2 separate regions of the Macaca mulatta genome follow, and region 2 is linked to region 1. Evidence: chromatin contacts called from public Hi-C data. All regions are on one chromosome and are shown on one strand. Each heading gives the region's core, a stretch centred on a gene start, on an enhancer-like site or on the middle of the called end of the contact. The rest is flanking DNA. Distances are from core to core; before and after follow the strand shown. Region 1 holds the start of ILF3 (interleukin enhancer binding factor 3). Region 2 holds the start of QTRT1 (queuine tRNA-ribosyltransferase catalytic subunit 1).

Region 1 (3,448 bases), core at 301-2,800:
CGGCTAGTTTTTTTGTATTTTTAGTAGAGACGGGGTTTCACCGTGTTAGCCAGGATGGTCTCGATCTCCTGACCTCGTGATCCGCCCGTCTGGGCCTCCCAAAGTGCTGGGATTACAGGCTTGAGCCACCGCGCCCGGCTGGAAACCCACTTTCAACACCTCCTTGCTCTTCTCTTTTGTTTTTTTGAGACAGAGTCTCGCTCTGTTGCCCAGGCTGGAGTGCACTCACTGCAAGCTCCGCGTCCCGGGTTCACGCCATTCTGCTGCCTCAGCCTCCCGGGTAGCTCGGACTAATGGCGCCCGCCACCACGCCCGGCTAATTTTTTTGTGTTTTCAGTAGAGACAGGGTTTCACCGTGTTAGCCAGGACGGTCTTGATCTCCTGACGTCGTGATCCGCCTGCCTCCGCCTCCCAAAGTGCTGGGATTACAGGCTTGAGCCGCCGCGCCCGGCCTTCCTTGCTCTTCTTGCTCCAAATCCTGGGAACATTTTAATCAACAGGCGGGCATCTGTCAAACCTCCCTAGCAACTACGCCTGCGGATGGCCAACCCGACCCTGGCAGAGCGTGGGGTTTAGTTTAAGCACAGACTGCACATCGGGGACCTCATAAGGCGCCTGGGAGCATTCAAGGACACCACGGTTTTAAGGACAAGGCACTCGGTCACGGGCGCCTTTACTTCGGAGCTCCGCGCTGTTGCTGGCCGAGCGTATGTAGAGTCCCAGCCCCAACTTTCCCAGGAACTGGCCGTGAGCCCTCTAGTGTGATATTTTTTGGCCTGGGCCTCAGTTTCTCCATCTGTCAATCGGGAAAGGGGAAAGCGGGCTGGAGAATCCCGACCAGGTCGGCTGTAGCCTTCGGAAGCTACGGCCCGGGGAGGCTACACCAAGGCAGGTCCGTGGGACGAAAGAACGCGCGCGCTCATTGGCGCCGGTCCCTGGATGAAGGGACAGAAACGAGGAGACGCTGGACCTGGCCGTTCTTCGCACGCATCTCTGACCTTCTGTGCCTCTCAAGAGAGATGCGGGAAGCATAGCCACCTCTACTGTAGCACGAAAGTCTCCGGCCAACATACCGCCACTAAGGTACACATGCGTCAAAGCCTCTCAGAGCCATTTCCGCTAACGTACTCAGGGCAACGGGCGTAAGATGGCGGACGCGCAGGCGCGAAATGCCGCAGCCGTGGGGAGGCTCCGCCTCTCACGCTTGCCTTGCATCACGTGGTAATGGCAGCTCAAAAACCGCCTTAGCAAAAACCAGAGCGTGACCTCGTCACGTGATAGAGGACTCCCAATACGGCAAAGGGAAGGCGCCAAAAGTTCTTGTCAGATGGCGAAGGAAACTGCGAAATTCGCCATTGTCACATGATAGAGTAACCTATCGAAAGCGGAGGGAAAGGTGCCGAAGTCACGTGACTATGCACGCAAACACCCAGGCTTGTCCCACGTGATAACGCACGCCCGCCCCAAGACCCCCCTCTTTTCGCTCCTCCCTCCCATTTGTGTTGGGCCTGCGTCGAGGCGCAACGCGGCGTCAAAGGGGGCGGGGCTTCAGCTGATCACGTGTTCCCGCACCTCCCCGGCGCGCGCCTGCCCGCCCGCCCGCTCGCCCCCGGTCCGGACTCCTCCTCCTCCTCTTCTCGCCATTGCAGTTGGACCCAGCAGCCGGCGCGCACCGCGTGGCTTTTTGGGGGAGACCCCGGCGGGCTGTGGCAGGAGGGCGGCGGCGGCGGCTGCGGTCGAAGAAGGGGACGCCGACAAGGTAAGCGTCAATGTGGCGGCGGCCGGGCCCGCTCCCGCCTCTGCCCCTCCCCCCGCCCGCCTTCCTCACCGAGGTCCCCACCGAGGGTTCGCGGAGACAAGGCTGGAGGGGTCCCGCGCTCGCCGCCTCCGCCCGGTCCCCTCATCCCGGCGGCTGACCGGTATCTCCCTTGCCGGCCTCGCTCCCGCGCTCGGCCGTTAACTCTCCTCCATTGTGCGGAGGAAACAAAATGGCGGCGACGGCGGCGGCGAGGACTCGGTGCGCGCGCAGCCGCTCCCCCCCACACGCGGCCCCTCGGCCGGCGGCGGCGCCACGCGCGGGGGGTGCGCGCGCACCGGGCCCCCGGCCGCCGCCTCCCCGGGGCCGGGCTTTGTCTGTTGCGGCCTCCTGGGGACGCGTGCACGTGCCTGGAGCACACACCCCCTCGGGTCCCGAGCTTCGCGGCGGGGCGACCCCCCTTCCTCACTCCTTCTTTCCTATTCCCTCCACCTCTTTGTCCCAGTCCCGCCCCCGGTTCCAGGAGAGTCCCAGGTTCCTGAGGCGGGAAACGTTGCCTCCTTTGTCCTCACGGGGCGCGGAGAGGCGGACCCCTCCTTGGAAGCCCCTTCCCACGCGGACTGCAGAGGAAGCCTTTGTGGGTTCGTCGGGTTTCCAAATCTCTAGTCAGCCAGGTCTCTCTCAGATCAGGGTCCAAATTTGGAAGGGTTTCAGCTTTCTTTTTCTTTAGTTCATTTGTTTTCGTTTTTGAATGTTTTTCCAGATCGTATTTGCCTTCCCTAGAACGGCAGTCTGTTAGGGTGCAAGCTTGGGCCCTGAAACGTGGATGCTTAAAACCCCTTTCTACCTTTATTTTTCCTCGTAGTTGAGCGATTGAGATTCTCGAGGTTACGCAGGAGGTTCTGCCCCAGTTAATCTACCGCCTGGATGAATTATTTGGGGTGTACGGCGGTCTGCATGCTCTCCCCCAGTTCCGTGACCAAATTTGAGGAGAGTAAGGGATCTCTTCTTCATATATCCAACATTGATTGCCAGTTGCTGCTTAGGTGACATGGATCAGCAACGAAGCATCAGTTTCAGTGGCATCCTTTTCTGGACTCCGGTAATTCAATGATGCTGAATCTCTTTCAAGATTTTGCTCACTTTAAAATGAGCGGTGTGATGGCATATTTGTGGTCCACATGGAATCGCGAGGTGCCATCCGAAGTTAGGGTTGAAATTTAGGACTTTTTAAGCTCTCTTTTCCTCAGGTATTTGTGGTTGGGAATCTCCATGGATTGCTCAAAGTGCTGCCACTATGCCTTGTGCTTGATGCTTTGTGTGTGGTCTCGTGGGATGTAGTTACAGCAGCCGCCCAGACTGTGAATTAAGTATGGGAACCAGGGCCTCATTCACAGCTGGAAAGCAGGGGGAGGCCGCAGGACACTTGCAGGTGCTCCTCTCCCTGTTCTGTGGTGCCGGGGTCCCTTGCCTATGTGAGTGGCTCGTGGTCTCTGGGATTTGTGAATGGAATCTGCAGGCCCCAGTGTTGTTTGGAATATTCTTCAGTTCAGATTGGAGGCTGGCCATGAGTGCCAGGCTTGGCCTTGCCCCCACTGGGCGCTATTTATCAGTCTCCCTATCTTCCTGGAGCTCAGCCGCCTCTTCCTGGAGCTGAGAGGTGCCTAATTGTTTGTGGTTTTTCTGATTGAA
Region 2 (3,448 bases), core at 423-2,922, 53 kb after region 1:
GGCCTCTCAAAGTGCTGGTAATGCAGATTTGAGCCACTGCGACTGCCGGGGGTTATATAGTTATATATTATGTTTTGTTTTGTTTTGTTTTTGAGACAAAGTCTCACTCTGTCACCCAAGCTGGAGTGCAGTGGCAAGATTACAGCTCCCTGCAGCCTCATGAGCCTCAACCTTCCAGGCCTAAGTGATCTTCCTGTCTCAGCCTCCCAAGTAGCTGGGACTACAGGCTCACATCACTACTCTGGTCTAGTATTTTGTTACTTTTGTAGAGAAGGGGTCTCTTATGTTTCCCAGGCTGGTCTCAAACTCCTTGCCTTAAATGACCCACCCTCCTCAGCCTCCCAAAATGCTGGGATTATTGGAGAAAACCACTGTGCCCGGCTTTATTTATTATTATTATAAATGGAACACAACCACCACTCAATAAATCTGCGACCCTTCCTCCCCTTGCTGCATAGAGTCTGGCGCTAGTCGGGTATGTATATATAGGTATACACTGAATGAATGAAAGAATAATTGTGGCCAGGTTCTGAGCCTTAGCCTCTTCTATAAATCTGGGATTCCTTATTTAATTTTTATATTTTTTGAGAGGAGGTCTCACTGTGTCGCCCAGGCTGTAGTGCACTGGCATGATCACAGCTCACGGCCTCATCTGTCTCCTGGGTTCAAGTGATCTTTTTGCTTCAGCCTCCCAAGTAGCTCAGACTACAGAGGGCGCCAGCGTGCCGGGCTAAATTTTTTGTTTGTTTCGTTGGTAGAGACGAAGTCTCATTATTTTGCCCAGGCTGGTCCCGAACCTCTGGGCTCAACTGATTTACCGCCTTGGCCTCCCAAATTGATGGGATTACAGGCGTGAGCCACTGCACCCAGCCTCCTTCTTTTATTGAATAAACTAATGCTAACTGAACCCTTAATATGTGCTAGGTCCTGTAGTAATCTCTTTTTTTTTTTTTTTTTTTTTTTTTGAGACGGAGTCTCACTCTGTAGCCCAGGCTGGAGTGCAGTGGCCGGATCTCAGCTCACTGCAAGCTCCGCCTCCCGGGTTCACGCCATTCTCCGGCCTCAGCCTCCCAAGTAGCTGGGACTACAGGCGCCCGCCACCTCGCCCGGCTAGTTTTTTTTTTTTTGTATTTCTTAGTAGAGACGGGGTTTCACCGTGTTAGCCAGGATGGTCTCGATCTCCTGACCTCGTGATCCACCCGTCTCGGCCTCCCAAAGTGCTGGGATTGCAGGCTTGAGCCACCGCGCCCGGCCGGTCCTGTACTAATCTCTTGGTACAAAGCAATGAACAAGATGCAACAAAAGCGCCACCAATAACTCACTGCAGCCTGGGCCAAGCACTGTGTAAAGATCTATACATCATCTTTATTCAATCCTTAAAACGTCTTTATGCCGAGATGCTGTAATTCGCCACATTTTATGCAAGAGAAAATTATGGCTAAGAGATTCTCTGATTGTAGCTCGAAAGTGCTAGGGATGAGATTCGTTCCCAGCGCAATTTTGATTCTTCGCTTTAGCGTGTTGCGGGTAGGAATTAAGTGGGCGCCCAGCCAGGACCAGGGGTTCAAATCCGTTGCCATGGTCCCCCGACGCTTTCCCGGGCTCCAGAACGGGGTCGCGCTGTCACGTGACAGCAGCCAACATGGCGCCGCCCACTGTGTGGTATGGCCCACGTGGTCCCGACAGTCAAGATGGCGGGAGTAGCCACCCAGGCTTCCCTGGAGTCGGCCCCACGGATCATGCGGCTGGTGGCCGAATGCAGCCGCTCCAGGGCCCGGGCAGGCGAGCTGCGGCTGCCTCATGGGACAGTGGCAACTCCTGTGTTCATGCCAGTGGGCACGCAGGCCACCATGAAGGGCATCACGACAGAGCAGCTGGACGCTCTGGGTTGCCGCATCTGCCTGGGCAATACCTACCATCTGGGTCTAAGGCCGGTGGGTGGGCTCTGCCCGCGCGGGGAGGCGGCGAGGCGTGGGGAGCCATGGAGCGTCCTCCAGGCCCGGACACTCCTCCCAAAGTCAATCGACCAGCCGTATTGAGCGCCCCCCCATGACCAGGCCTTGTGCTGGGCGTGAAAGAGCAGCGGGGACTAAAGCTGGCCAGCTCTGTCTCTCAAGAAGGGCCCCCAGGGACGCTGTCATCCCTAACCTGACACTTTCTTCTATCAACCCAGGGACCCGAACTGATCCAGAAAGCCAACGGTCTCCACGGCTTCATGAATTGGCCACATAATCTGCTAACGGTGAGCTGAGGAGAGAGCCGGCGTCCTAGGGCGCTTCTCTGGAGTGAGGGGTCCCCCATCTCCACCCCCTGACAGCCTTGCGGTGGGGTTTCCCTTAGGACAGCGGCGGTTTCCAGATGGTGTCACTGGTGTCTCTGTCCGAGGTGACGGAGGAGGGCGTCCGCTTCCGCTCTCCCTACGACGGCAGTGAGACCCTGCTGAGCCCGGAGAAATCCGTGCAGATCCAGAACGCGCTGGGTGAGAGGACCCTGGGGAGCCGCCCCCTTACCCTGTCTGTCAGGGGGTGAAGGTGACACAGGGCCTGTTCTTTAGGTGTTGTGTGGCTTTGAGCAGGTCACTCCTCGCAGAGCTTCAGTTGAACCAACTCAAAGCGGGGGTAAATAGTAGCAGGTCTTTGGTAGAATTGTTGACAAGTACATATGAGATGATGTCGTAAATCTCCATGCCAGCCATGTAGTAGCTTAAGTATTATTATTGCAATTTTTCTCTCAGCAAATTAAGACTGGATGTAGAAGCTCATGCCTGTAATCCCAGCAATTTGGGAAACTGAGGTGGGAAGATCACTTGAGGCCGGGAGTTGGAGACCAGCTTGGGCAATACAGGGAGACCCTGTCTCTACCAAAAAAATAAATTTAAAAAACAAATTGGCCGGGCGCGGTGGCTCACGCCTGTAATCCCAGCACTTTGGGAGGCCGAGGCGGGCGGATCACAAGGTCAGGAGATCGAGACCACGGTGAAACCCCGTCTCTACTAAAAATACAAAAAATTAGCCGGGCGCGCTTGTGGGCGCCTGTAGTCCCAGCTACTCGGGAGGCTGAGGCAGGAGAATGGCGTGAACCCGGGAGGCGGAGCTTGCAGTGAGCCGAGATCCCGCCACTGCACTCCAGCCTAGGCGACAGAGTGAGACTCTGTCTCAAAAAAAAAAACAACAAAAAAAAACAAATTAATTGTACAAATACCTGTTGAAATAATGGTGGCAACAAGAGGATTGGGGAGGCATTAGGCTCCTCCCATATCCTCAATATCCTTCCTTTTTTTTTTTTTTTGAGGAGGAGTTTCGCTCTTGTTGCCCAGGCTGGAGTACAGTGGTGCGATCTCGGCTCACTGCAACCTCTGCCTCCCAGGTTCAAGCGATTCTCCTGACTCAGCCTCCCAAATAGCTGGGATTACAGGCGTGCGCCACAACGCTCGGCTAATTTTGTATTT

The links. Hi-C and Micro-C count contacts between places; a contact is called where the count stands out from the background.
Region 2: a Hi-C map of liver shows a contact between it and region 1, with 1.9 times the contacts expected there. The contact joins the promoter of QTRT1 here to the promoter of ILF3 in region 1. A contact is called at or near these places in 4 of 14 Hi-C or Micro-C datasets (cortical neurons, fetal cortex germinal zone, fibroblasts and 1 more).

Annotation. Positions count from the first base shown.
Region 1 is chr19:11,383,588-11,387,035 of T2T-MMU8v2.0, forward strand. ILF3 (interleukin enhancer binding factor 3) reads left to right here and starts at 1,551. Exons shown (of 21, transcript XR_013408884.1): 1 at 1,551-1,759; 2 at 2,622-2,858. LOC144336661 (a long non-coding RNA gene) reads right to left here. Exons shown (of 2, transcript XR_013408919.1): 1 at 2,095-3,448; 2 at 1,576-2,032.
Region 2 is chr19:11,436,512-11,439,959 of T2T-MMU8v2.0, forward strand. It overlaps QTRT1 (queuine tRNA-ribosyltransferase catalytic subunit 1), which reads left to right and starts at 1,673. Exons shown (of 10, transcript XM_028839809.2): 1 at 1,673-1,934; 2 at 2,174-2,242; 3 at 2,341-2,479. The coding sequence starts at 1,692.